Linked DNA regions of Sus scrofa: region 1 is linked to region 2. A link is a contact called in public Hi-C data. All regions are on one chromosome and are shown on one strand. Each heading gives the region's core, a stretch centred on a gene start, on an enhancer-like site or on the middle of the called end of the contact. The rest is flanking DNA. Distances are from core to core; before and after follow the strand shown. Region 1 holds the start of C6H19orf84. Region 2 holds the start of CTU1 (cytoplasmic tRNA 2-thiolation protein 1).

Region 1 (2,700 bases), core at 117-2,616, 2.7 Mb after region 2:
TAATCCTCCAAGGATGGGTCATCCCATCGCAGACACAGCCTGACAAGTGTCTCCAGAGTGGCCTTCTCTTGAATACGCTATTCTGAGAAGCCAGCAGAAGCTTTTCTTCCGTCAAACCCACGGACCACCTGGCTGATTACTCACCGTCTCGGTTTCTCAAAGGCGGAAGGGCCTTTCGAGATGAAATCATCATCTTTGCGAGGTCGCCAAGCCAACCTCCCAGGTCAGGTCTGGCCCCCTGCCTATTTTCATGGCACCTGTGAGCCAAGCCTGTTCTTTACATGTTCAATGAGTAAGGGGGTGGGGACAGTCAAAAGCAGAGTGTCTTGTGATGCATGGAAATGACTTGCAATTCAAATCTCCGTGTCCGTAAATAAACATAAATCTTTATTGGAGCACAACCACACCCACTCTTTTCTGGATCACCCTTGAGCGGCCAAAAATTAAAAAAAAAAAGCTTTGAACTTGGCCCCCAGAAGCCAGTATATGCAGAGTAACTGAATTACAGGCTCATGGAAAAGGATCGCCCAATGCAACTGCCTCATTTTTTAAAAAAACACTTTTAAAAGTTGAAGTAGAGTCGATGTACGATATTATGTAAAATTCAAGTGTACAATATACTGATTTACTTTTTTTTTTTTTTTTTTTCCTTTGGTCTTTTCTAGGGCTATACCCGCACAATCTGGAAGTTCCCAGGCTAGGGGTCCAATTGGAGCTGTAGCTGCGGGCCTACGCCACACCTCACAGCCACGCTGGATCCTCAACCCACTGAGCAAGGCCAGGGATCGAACCCACAACCTCATGGTTACTAGTCAGATTCGTTAGCCACTGAGTCACGACGGGAACTCCTGATTTACGATTTTTGGAAGTTATACTCCATTTATAGTTACTCTAAAATATTGGTCATATCTCCTGTATTGGAGAGTATCTCATTGAGGCATATTTATTTTATACAAGGTAGTTTGTACAACGGCCTCATTTTATAGATGGGACTTAGAGAAGAACAGCGTCACACAACAAAATAGCAGAAGTGAAATTCCAAAGAAAAAAAAGTAAAGGAATTCCCTGGTGAGCTAGCAGGTCAAGGATCCTGCGTTGTCATTCCTGTGGCTCAGGTCTCTGCTGTGCCTCGAGTTCCATCCCTGTCTGGGAACTTCCATATGAAGGAAGTTGGGGGGGGGGGTTAAAATAACTTTAAGGGGGGTAGTTCCCATTGTGGTGCAGTGGAAACAAATCCAACTAGTAGTCATGAGAATGCAGGTTTGATCCTTGGCCTCACTCAGCGGGTTGGGGATCTGGTGTTGCCAGGAGCTTCGATGTAGATATGGCTTGGATCCCACATTGCTGTGGCTGTGGTGTAGGCCAGCAGCTGTAGCTCTGATTTGACCCCTAGCCTGGGAACCTCCATATGCCTCGGCTGCCGCCCTAAAAAGCAAAACAACAACAAGCAAAGTGAAACTCAAACTCAGGTCCTAAAAGGGATGAGCACTTTAGTTCCTGAATTCCTTTTAATTGACTTAGAGGAAAGAGGATGCTGGAGGGGCCTGTTTCTCTCCCACTAACCCTCAATCCTGCCAGGGGAACAACACTTTGAAATTTCCTTGACTTGGGAAATTGCAAGACTGTGTTGTTAGGGCAACAGGTTTGACCAGGGGCCAATAACTGAAATTCGTGTTAAAGTCCTGACTTCTGCAGTAATGACTTGAGACTTGGAAGGAGGGAGGGTTCTCGTGGGCCAGTCCTCTTGGGGAAAGGCACCGGTGGATGCACACAGCAACAACTACTGGCTAGGGGTCAGCAGACCCGGCTTGAACTTTCTGCATTGCCAGCCACTCTATAGCCAGTTAATCGGAGACTATGAACACCAAGAGGTATAACTACAAAACATGTCTATCTTTTTTTTTTTTTTTGGGGGGCCACGTCCGAAGCATGTGTAAGATCCCAGGCCAGGGATCGAACCCGCGCCACAGCAGCGACCCAAGCCGCTGCAGGGACAACGCCGGGTCCTTTAACCCGCTGTGTCACAAGGGAACTCTGAATCTCAGGACTTTGGCGGTCCGAGATCGTTAGGGGGCAGAGAAAGCAAAAGACTGGTCTTAAACCTAGGATGGAGCAATGGGGCTCCCTAGTAGGTGAAGGACACCCGCGTGGGACTTTCCCCCCATCCTGGGGCCCCTTTCTTCCTCCAAGCTTTACACAGCAGCTCCATGCCTGGACTAATACTCCCCCGACGTGAACTCGGCAGCAATGATCGAGCCCGAACCCGAGACACCATTAAAAGCCCGGGCAAAATCGTCGGTTACAGCCCCAAGGCGGGGCAGAGAGGGAACAGCCAGTCAGAGGGCAGGAGAAAGGCTGGCGCTCAGAAACATAGCCAATCAAAGAGCGAAGGTGCTAGCTCCCGGATTTGACGGCAGGAGGGAGGAGACGCGGAAGCAACGCGAGCTCGCCCGCCAATCAGAGCTGAGGGTGACTTCTCGCGCTGTTTCTACGTAACAAGACGGGAGGGAGCTCAGACCTATTGCTGCCAGCGTTCCTCAGCGAATCGGAACCTTCGTTCCCTGCCAACGCGGGAATTGATTGGTCACTTTTCAGAACTTGCCTGTCAATTTTAGACGCTCCTGCTCTCCTTGCTCGGATAGGAGGGCCTTAAAGGGCCAGATACATGGTAAATGACGAGGGAAGACGCAGATCGCAGAA
Region 2 (2,700 bases), core at 63-2,562:
GAAAAAAAAGAGGAAAGAGGGATGACTTGGAGGTTTTGGCCTGAGCACCTGGGAGGATGATGGGACCATTTAGTCATGGCTGGAGGGGTGGGGGATGACGCTGACCAGAATTCTCCATCTGGACAGGTCAGGTTTGATGTGCCTGTTAAGCATCTTCCCTTTGAAGACTTGATCAACCCCAGGCTGGGTCAGGAGCCCCCTCTGGGCTAGCAGAGCCCCTTGTATGCCTCCATCTGCACTGGATCTCGACTCTACCCTTCATGGTGACAGGTGTGTACTGTACTGTGAGCCTGGAGGGGGGAGGGGGGAAGGCCCTCCCAGTCCCCTCGGAGAACAAAGGGAAGGCAACATGTGACATCAGCACCTGTGTGCACATGCACGATTCTGTAACAAGGTGCCATAACCTGAATCCATGGATCTATAACTGTCCACTCAGAAATTACAGAATGTATGTTACCTTATAAGGGGGACAAAGAGACCAAAGCAGGGAAAAAAATAATCATAATAACGGAGGATATGTAAGACCACGCCCCACTGTGTTGGAGGCTCAGCCTTTGGATATGAACCTGCTAAGCCAGTGCGGGCACGAATATATGCTGTTGCCTGGCAAAAAGGTCTCGGTGTCCTGTCTCCCTGTGCGTAAGTCCTGCAACAAGCCCAATAAACGCAGGGACAGGGTCTGCTTCCTCCACCACTGACCTCCCCTGCCTCGAGGTGGACTTGGCACAGGATGGGTGCTCAGTAAAGTTCTGAGGGATGAGGGAATGATAAATGCCCCCGGAAAACGGGGCCCAGGCCTCAGGGATGCCTCCGGATTGCAGCCTTGTCAGAAGGACCCATGGGATGTAACATCATTCTATCAGGACAGAGTAGGGGCAATGCGGACGTACCCAGCTAGAGTCAGGGGCAGGGAAATGGTCGAAACTCAACCTGAGGGGGGGAGGGAGGGTGCGGGCCAGAGACAGGCCAGGCCGCAGGGTCCGAAGGGGGATGGTGGCCAGAAGGCCTCTGGGATAACAGGCGCTGGGAAAACTGAGGCGAGTGTCATCACTCCCACAGAGACCTTCAACCCTCAGACGACACCGCAACAAAGAGCGGGCGCTCACGGGCGGACCAACTCGAGGCGGGGGAATACTCACCTGAGGAGAACTCGGGGGTGGATCGTCCAAACCGTCTGACACGCGGAACTCCGGCACGGAAGTGGATCCGGAGACTACAACTCCCAAAAGACCTTGGAGGCTGCCTTGCCTACGGCTCCCAGAATCCCATGCAACGGCTCCTGAGGCACTTATGGTTACCAGGTCCTCTTGGCTTACAACTCCCAGCAACCTTTGTGGCCCCATTTTTCACTCTGCCTACCGCTCCCAAAATGCACTGCCGCATGCACCGCCCTCTTTCTTTTCTGCGCCTGCGCAGGGGGCAAAGGCCGTAGCGCATGCGTTATTTTGCTGTGGTAGTGCTCTCTCACCGTGCTGGACGCTTAAAAGGCGAAGTGACTGTGTTAAAATTATATATTTTTGTAGCTAGGCTTTTATAGGGATTATAGAGCATAATGTTTTTACCCTCTGCGATGGGGTTTCGGTGGGAACCGAAGGTTTGGTCGCGTGTGTAAAAAGAGGAGATGGGACATGCGCAGTACAGAGATTCTGAGAGGAGCGGTTCGCCCTGGATGCACGCGTGCCCTGCAGGACTGGTTCATGGTGCGCCTGAGCGTGTCGGCTGGGGAGAGGGAGCAGTGTGTTTGAGAGCCGAGGCCTCTGCGCGTGCGTCAGCCGTCGACACTCCGTCTTCTGAAGAGTGTTCCAAAGACTCAGATTCCTGAAACCCACCAGTCCCCACGCCCAGTGTCATAGAGACTCAGAGTTTCAGAAACTCAGACCCTTGAACTAAAGGAGCCAAGAGACCGGGGACTCGAGAGGCAGCTCTCACCAACCAGCACATCTGTCATATTGAACCTCTTGGATCCAGACATAGGGTCTCTGTTCTTTGTGATCAGCCCCCCCTGCCCTGCCCCCCGCCAGAGATGCAGTCAGCGCTTAACTCTGAATCAGCACCGCGGACAGCACACACCCCTCCTCCCTTTCCAACCCAGGAGCCAGAGCACGTCCTGGGCAGAGGCCCCATCCCTGCTGGGGTAGAGGTGGGGTTGGTCACAAACAGATCACAGAACTTGGTAGCTGGTGGAGGATTCCCAGCACAGTGGTAAAGTGAGAACGTAACACCTGCGAGCCCAAGATTATCTGCAGAACTCACATCCCTTGTGACTGCCTGAGAGCCCTTACTTGGCCTGTACCTCTCTGAGAACTCCCTTTCCAGTCCAGAAGAGCTAGAACTCCACCCATCCCTGGCCTTTGCTGCCCTCATCACAGGCACTTTCGCTATGGCATTGGATTGCCAGGTAACCTGCCTTCCAACCGGATGTTACTTTCCTCAGAGACAAGGGCTGGATCTTTACTAGAAACCTGAAGGCACAGTGTAGACGACTGGTGAATGAATGAAATTTCCTCTCTCACCTCACGGTAAGTGTTGACATTTCTTACCTCTAAAATTAATATAAACTTCCTGGGAAATCCCTGGTGCCTCAGTGGGTTAAGGATCTGGCATTGTCAGATATGGCACAAGTTCCATCCTCAGCCTTGGAATTTCCACATATATTGGGCATAGCCAAAAAAAAAAAAAAAGTTCCCATTGTGTCTCAGC

What was found. Hi-C and Micro-C count contacts between places; a contact is called where the count stands out from the background.
Region 1: a contact with region 2 is called in a Hi-C map of liver, with 3 times the contacts expected there. The contact joins the promoter of C6H19orf84 here to the promoter of CTU1 in region 2. A contact is called at or near these places in 3 of 47 Hi-C or Micro-C datasets (heart right ventricle, liver and skeletal muscle).

What each region holds. Positions count from the first base shown.
Region 1 is chr6:58,474,572-58,477,271 of Sscrofa11.1, forward strand. C6H19orf84 reads left to right here and starts at 1,367. Exons shown (of 4, transcript XM_013995077.2): 1 at 1,367-2,700. It overlaps LOC100513863 (sialic acid-binding Ig-like lectin 10), which reads left to right. Exons shown (of 12, transcript XM_021094936.1): 12 at 13-401.
Region 2 is chr6:55,744,431-55,747,130 of Sscrofa11.1, forward strand. CTU1 (cytoplasmic tRNA 2-thiolation protein 1) reads right to left here and starts at 1,313. Exons shown (of 4, transcript XM_021094859.1): 1 at 1,140-1,313. LOC110261034 (myeloid cell surface antigen CD33-like) reads left to right here and starts at 1,434. Exons shown (of 6, transcript XM_021094852.1): 1 at 1,434-2,519. The coding sequence starts at 2,495.